2 separate regions of the Rattus norvegicus genome follow, and region 1 is linked to region 2. The links are chromatin contacts, called in public Hi-C maps. All regions are on one chromosome and are shown on one strand. Each heading gives the region's core, a stretch centred on a gene start, on an enhancer-like site or on the middle of the called end of the contact. The rest is flanking DNA. Distances are from core to core; before and after follow the strand shown.

Evidence for each region. Hi-C and Micro-C count contacts between places; a contact is called where the count stands out from the background.
Region 1: a Hi-C map of liver shows a contact between it and region 2, with 4 times the contacts expected there. The contact joins the promoter of Klhdc4 here to the promoter of Map1lc3b in region 2. A contact is called at or near these places in 5 of 12 Hi-C or Micro-C datasets (Schwann cells, kidney, liver and 1 more) and 1 of 1 datasets of contacts at active chromatin or transcription factors (oligodendrocytes).

The regions. Positions count from the first base shown.
Region 1 is chr19:66,800,391-66,804,162 of GRCr8, forward strand. Klhdc4 (kelch domain containing 4) reads right to left here and starts at 2,181. Exons shown (of 12, transcript NM_001427547.1): 1 at 2,035-2,181. The coding sequence starts at 2,133.
Region 2 is chr19:66,572,849-66,576,357 of GRCr8, forward strand. Map1lc3b (microtubule-associated protein 1 light chain 3 beta) reads left to right here and starts at 1,747. Exons shown (of 4, transcript NM_022867.2): 1 at 1,747-1,862. The coding sequence starts at 1,823.

The sequences.
Region 1 (3,772 bases), core at 931-3,430, 230 kb after region 2:
TTCCTCTTGCTTACTGGTTTCCAGCTCCCATTCGCAGGCTAACATATGAGTTCCATGTGAACAGGCCTTGAGTCCTATAGACCAGTGCCTGAATGACCTGTGGTCCACCACTCGACAGTCCCTACTTCCCAGCTGTCACTGCAGACCTGGACATTGAGGTAGAAACAAGCATGCTGGACAGCGCTGAGACCGAGCCTTCACACACCCACCCAGCGCCCAAGCCGGAGTTCACTAGGGTGTCTTAGTTTGCTTCCCATTGCTGTGATCAAAAGCAACTGGGAAGGAGAGGATTTACCTCATTCCACGGTTTACACTCCTTCATGAAAGGAGGTTAGAGCAGGAACCTGGGGCCAGGAAATGAAGCAGAGACAAAGGAGGAAAGCTGCTTACTATCTACTTGTCTGTAGCTTGTTCAGCTTACTTTCCTAACGTCCCAGTGCCTCCCACCTAGGTATGGGCTGGATCCTCCAATATCACTAATCAAGACAAAACCCCCACCAATTTGCCTAGAAGCAGGTTTTTTTTTTTTTTCTTTTTTCTTTTTTTCGGAGCTGGGGACCGAACCCAGGGCCTTGCGCTTGCTAGGCAAGTGCTTTACCGCTGAGCTAAATCCCCAACCCCGAAGCAGGTTTTTAAAAATGCATTATTCCAGGGTTGGGGATTTAGCTCAGTGGTAGAGCGCTTGCCTAGCAAGCACAAAGCCCTGGGTTCGGTCCCCAGCTCCGAAAAAAAATGCATTATTCCATGTGTGTAGGTGTCTTGCCTGAATGTGTGTCTGTGGGCCATGTGTGTGCCTGGTGCCCACAAAGGCCAGACAGCCCTGAGTTCCAAGGTGGGTGCATAGAATAAAGCCTGGATCCTCTGGAAGAGCAACATATACTCCTAACAACTGAGCCATCTCTCCAGCTCCGTTCCAGCCAATCTTACGGAGGTATTTCCTCAACTGAGGTTCCTTCTTCCAAGATTATGAGGATGGGAGCCCAGGAAGTCCTGTGCCTGGCAGACCACTGAGCAAACCTCAGTCATCATAGCTGCCTCCATAGTCTCTTAGGTCGGAAAGACACTTAGCCCGAAGTTCGGCATGGATCTACCTGTAGCTCATGTAATAATGGATGCCTATAAGAATATGACGGTGAGGGGCTGGGGATTTAGCTCAGTGGTAGAGCGCTTACCTAGGAAGCGCAAAGCCCTGGGTTCGGTCCCCAGCTCCGAAAAAAAGAACCAAAAAAAAAAAAAAAAAGAATATGACGGTGAGGGTCCCAACCAACTCTTCTGAAACACTACACAGTTCCAGCGACTTGTTTGATTACTAAGTTCTACTTATACCACCTGCTAATGGGGACACATGCCTTCAATTCCAGCACTCGGGAGGCAGAAGCAACGGGAGTTCTCTGGGTTCTAGGTCAACCTGGTCTACAGAGTGAGTTCCAGGACAGACAAGAGAAACCCTGTCTCGAAAACGAACAGAGAAAACCCCCAACCCCTACATATGGCTCACTCCCTAGTGCTGCTGGAAGAAAATCTGCTCTCCTTTGGGGGCGGGGGCGGGGGCGGGGGCGGGGGCGGGGGCGGGGGCGGGGGCGGGGGCGGGGGCGGGGGCGGGGGCGGGGGCGGGGGCGGGGGCGGGGGCGGGGGCGGGGGCGGGGGCGGGGGCGGGGGCGGGGGCGGGGGCGGGGGCGGGGGCGGGGGCGGGGGCGGGGAGGTCGGAGGCGCAGGACCGTTATGGCTTTATTCCTGAAACGCAGACCTGGACAAAGCAGGAGTCACTCAACTTCAGTTCTCCTCCACTAAGCCTCACCAAGCTGCTTCACTCTACATACAGTAAGGGAGGCAAGCGGAACCGAACAGAAGAGGAAACGACGGGGTAAACGAGGAGTCTCGGGGCTGCAAAGAGACCCGGTAGAGAAGGCGAAGCCTGAAGGCGCTGGGCTAGGCATAGGCCTACCACCCTGGGACCCGGGGGACAACCTCGTTCCCGGTCTCCCGCTCGCAGTCGCTCGGCGTTCTACGCCCGCCCCTCCGGGTCCCGCTCACCTCCTCCTTCCGCGAGCGCTTGGACACTTTCTTCTCCATCTTGGCGGCCGTCTTCTCCGCGCCGCGGCCCTTCTTCTCTTTCTTTCCCTTCTTGCCCATCGCGCAGGTTCTGAAGGGGTACCTAGAGGCAACGGGAGGAAAATGAATGATGATGTTCTGTCCGGCCAAAAACGAGCGGCGCGCTATATGAACGTCACTTCCTGTCCGTTTTTCTAATGTTCCGTGGAGCAACCGACTCCACCAGTACTTAGGGTCCGCCGGCCCACGCGTCTCGGGCCGCGTTAGTATATATCCGCTCCCCAGCACACCAGCAAACTCTGGGTGACTTGTTTTAAACGCGAGGAAGTGGGATACTGGAGGTCTCATTCCGCAGAGGAATTTCCATGTACTTAGGGATTCCTGACCTGAGTTAAGGCAGCCCCTTTTCCTACCCCATGTAAAATGTGCCAGGAGCTGTCAGGCCTTTGTCCTTCTGGCGGCGTGACTCCACTGGACATGTCTTTCCATTGGGATATCCGGGCTGGTTATAGGTATCTACACTCCAACGGTGCTTGATTTATGGTCTGGCAAAATACGTGATAGGGAAATATGCCCCTGGGTTTGACTCAAATAGAATGGAAGAAGGACCGCGGTTTGAAAGAGCCGTGTGAAAATGTGCATTGCCTAGAGGGTGTCGTCTTTGAGCTGTAATCAAGGAACGGCTCAAAGTAAGGACAAGGGCAAGCAAAATATTGGCAAAGGGAACACATAGACGAGGAAATAATCTTCTTTCTTTCTCTGTGGGAACGCTGCCAAAGCACAGCCTTTAAAGAAACTGCCTTGGATCAGGCCAACCACTAATCATTGAAGCTCTGAGGAGGCGTGAGCTCCCAACTCAGTTCCAGATTTTTCCATAAACCTAGTTCTTCCAGAAGAAAAATTACTTTTGAGGAAAACAATGGTGTTGTGTGGTTTCTTTTTTCCTGAAGACAGACAAAAAGAAATGTGCTAGCTTTGGCCGCAGGTAAGCTAACACTGGAAGGATACAGAGATTTTAGCATGGTCCCTGCAAAAGGATGGATAACACTGCAAAAGGATGGATAACACGCAAATTCGAGAAGCGTTCCCTTTTTTTTTTTTTTTTTTTTTTGAGACCTGGTTTCCCTGTATAGAACTCACTCTGTAGAGCAGAATGGCCTCAAACTCACAAGAGAGCTGCCTGCCTACCCCTGCCTTCCCAGTGCTGAGATTAAAGGCTCTGCACCACTGCCCGACTGTATTCCATATCTTTCAAAGCTGAAATTGAGATTGTCTTCAGAAAGCTCATCTCAGTTAGAACCTATCTGAGGTGTGCATCCCTCAACAGCCCTACCTCACCCCCAAAGGAGAAGCCAATCAGGAAGTATTTTTACCATCCAAAAGCCTCTCTCTCTCTCTCTCTCTCTCTCTCTCTCTTTCTCTCTCTGTGTGTGTGTGTGTGTGTGTGTGTGTGTGTGTGTGTGTGTGTGTGGTAGGCTATCTAGGCAGAGTTTGGTGAGAGGAAAGAATCTGACCAAAATATATTGTATTAAAAATAAAAGTGGGCACTAATAAAGCAAGCCTTGAATCCCAGAACTCAGGAGGCAGAGACAGGTGGATATGTATGAATTCAAGGCCAGCCTGATCTATAGAGTTCCAGGACAGCCAAGGCAACACATAGAAATGTTGTCTCAAAAAAACATGATAGATAGATAGATAGATAGATAGATAGATAGATAGA
Region 2 (3,509 bases), core at 497-2,996:
GAAGAGGGTGTCAGATCCCTGGGAGCTAGAGTTCCAGTGGGTTCTGAGAACCAAATCCAGGTCCTCAACTAGAGCAGCCAGTGTTCTTAACCACTGGACCATCCCACCAGCACTTCCCCCCCCTCCCCCCACGACTCACTCCTCCCCTGCTTGAGACAGGTTCTTACAATGTAGGAATGTGCTGTACAGAACAGGCTGCCTCAGACTCAGACCAGACTGCCTCTCCCTTCTGGGCACTGAGATTAAAAGCCTAGGCACCGTGTCCCATTTGGCCTTGGACTTTTGATACTCCTGCTTCAGCCTCCAGTGTGCTAGGCTGACAGCCCTCGTGCGCCACCAGATCTGGCTTCCATTTTGACTTTTAGCCTGGTCTCTCGCCCCTCAGGCCAGAGGCTTCATACAAAACAATAGTCCTCAGGTCAATAAGAAAGCAAAGCAAGCAGGCCCTCTGTGGTTCCCTTCAGTAATATGTTTTGAACGTTTCCTGCTCACATAGGTGTATAAGGAGATAGATCTCTTGGACAAACATCATGTGAAGAATGTTGTTTCCAGTTAAAGGAGGAAGTCTGGGCTGTAGGGACAGTACAGTGTCAGTAAAAACACAAGGCTGGCTCAAATGTGCCATCACAGTGGGGGTGGGGGTGGCTGTTCCATACTGTCGGTTGGCTTGAACTTTAGACCTGTCACCTGCTCTTACAAACGGAAGGTGGGAGGCAGCATGGCCTCACAGGCAGCTTGGGTCTCAGAGAAAGTGTGAAAGGGTGGCTGATGGGACCTTGGTCTTGGCCTTGTCTGATGAGACTGAAACCTGTCCTAGGCTGTAATCAGCTAAGGCTGATGGAGTCGGGGGGCCTGCAGGAGTCAAAGTAGGGACATGCCTGTGGTAAAGCCACCCAGGGGTCAGCTGAGGTAGAAGGATCTGTCTGTGAAGGGACAGCTGAGATAAAGGTCTCCGGACAGAACTGTCCTCTGGGACTTTCCAAGGTGGATCCTGGATGGATCAGGCCTCTGCTGGAGTTCCTGGACAAAGTCTGATTGCCCACCCACCAAAAAATGTATGAGAGGTGGTGGGAAGTTAATGAGAATACATATGGGCTAGCACCCTGGGAAGTCTAGGTGAGCCTTGTCCCTCAGACTCCACAATCAGCAGCTCAGATACACTAAAGGGCTTTTATGGGGAGAGTGACAGGCTAGACACTTAAGTAGGACCCGTCATTGAACTTGCCCTCCGGGTCTGTAGTTCCTCAGACCTTGCTTCTCTTAGGGATACATACTCGTGATAGTGGCTGCACAAGACTCACAAGGAAGGCGCTGCAAGTTCAGATCCAACCATAAGTTTCCAGACGTCTTAGAGTCCATAAACGTAAGGATTTGGCAGACGAGAATCAAGTCAGTTTTTTGCTTTTAGATTTTTTTGGGGGGAAGACCGAGGCCTGAATTTAGGAATGTCAAATACATCAGCAAGGGGGCGGGCACTGGAACACCAGCTGGGCCATGCAAGGATTGAGGGGGAATAAGGTGTGCAGGGCTCCGCTGCACCAACACCCGACCAGGGGAAATGGCTAATAGATGCTCGACCAGCGAGTGCCCAGCGCAGCCGGCGCAGGCGCAGGCGCAGGCGCAGGACCAAGTCTTGGACGCTTGTACGCATGCGGGCCGCCGAGCTTCCGCCACGCCTGTCATGGCCTCTCTCCGGGCCGCTCTCGGCCCCACCCTCGCTGATGCGCCGTGAGTCACCTGACTCGGCTGCGGGTTGAGGAGACACACAAGGGAAGTGATCGTCGCGGGAACCAGATCGTCTGACCCAGGACCCCCGCGCGCCATGCCGTCCGAGAAGACCTTCAAACAGCGCCGGAGCTTCGGTGCGCGCCGCGGGCCCGGGAGTGGGAGATCTGGGTGCCGGGAGGGGTGGAGGAAGGGTCTCCCTGGTGGTGTCGTGCGGGGCTGGGACGCAGCGGGAGCGGGGGTCCGGAGGGGTCTGGGTCCCTGGCGGCTCAGTCCCCGGGGTAGCCCGGGCGCGCAGCGTCGCCCTGGCCGTCGGTCACCAGTGAGCTCGGCATTCCCTGCGGGACTGGAGACCCGACCCCACTGGCGGAGGACACCGCAGGCGGGGCGCGCTCGGCTGTGTCCTTAGTGGGTCCCAGGTCTGGGCGCCCTGCGATCCCCGGGGCAGCACCCAGCCCGCCTCTACTCCCGCAGTCGCCTGGGAACGTGTGTGTGGGAGAGGTGGCCTTTGTCTCATAACGGAAACTTAACAGCTGTTTTGTTTGTTTGTAGTGATCTTAAGTTATTCTGGAACAGTCTTCAAGAGAGGAGTGTGGGTGGGAAAAATAAGGCATGCACATTAGCTAGGACACGGGTCCCCAGAGTGGCCGGGGGTAATCTCTCCAAAGTTCCACCTGGCTTGCGATGTTTTTCCCTAGATTGCCTTTGCTCTCTCCCTACCCCAGCCATTCTGAAGAAAGCACCGGCGTCTGATGGCTGCTGCTTTCCTTGCTTCTGACTTTATTGGTCCTGACGGTGGGCACTGACAGTTTAGAGGTTTGCCACACAGGCGTTGTTTTAGCGGCCTCTTTGAGGAGGCCAAGGCTGGTTTTGCTCTTTTCCAGTGAGTTTGGAGTGATTTAGGTTGGAGCTCTGGAGTTTGCAATATCCAGATCGAGGGGATGCTGACTGGGTGGATGGATTTAGGGCTCACCCCCAAACCGACCCTTTGTAGCTGAAGCACCTGGGTGGGGCCTGGGGCGGTGAAGCTTAGGGTCCGCCTAGTGGCAGAGTCCCATTAGCTTTCTGTCATAAATTCTTATACTTCCAGTAAGTAGCAATCATCCCCAGTGATGGAAGGAGACTGAGGCAGCCAGGAGGCGTGTGGGTTTGCAGATTCTTAGTGCGGACTCTCTTGGCGTGTTTGCTCTCTGGACTCCTGGTTTCCAGAGGTTGAAGTGAAGGCATCTAAGCTCGGACACTGCTGGGCCCCTTCAGCGGGTCCCTGCCGTGTTGTGGCTTCTACTTGGTCGTTTGTCATCTTCTGTACAAGCCTGGGTGGGGGCTCTTGTGGGACGAGGAGATGCTGAAGCTGTCTCAGGTTGCTTGGCCCAGTGTGAGCAGAGAGACGATGAGTAAGTGTGCCATTCAGTTAGAGCTGGGCTTCAGTACAAGCTGTTGGCTCTGCACAGCTGTCTGCCCCGAGTGTCTCAGCTCTTGCAGGCCTCCTCCTGGTTCCCTGTCCCTGCGGCCAGCCAGGGCTGGCAGGTCCTATAGGCCACCAGTTTTGGCCGTTAGCTTTAGTAAAGACGACTATTCCTGCATTTCCCTTTGGGACAAATCAGAATGACATGGTAGTCTGTGGTGGTGGAGCCTTGCGGCCTGCATTTCTCCTCTTACCTGTGTTAACTGTTTCTGCCCTTAAAGCTCTGACCCTGCCCTCATCTCACTGTGTACCTAGGTTAAGGGTTTCTGCTGTCAGTGGTTGGTTGATTTAAACAGGGTCTCATTGTGTAGCCTGGGCT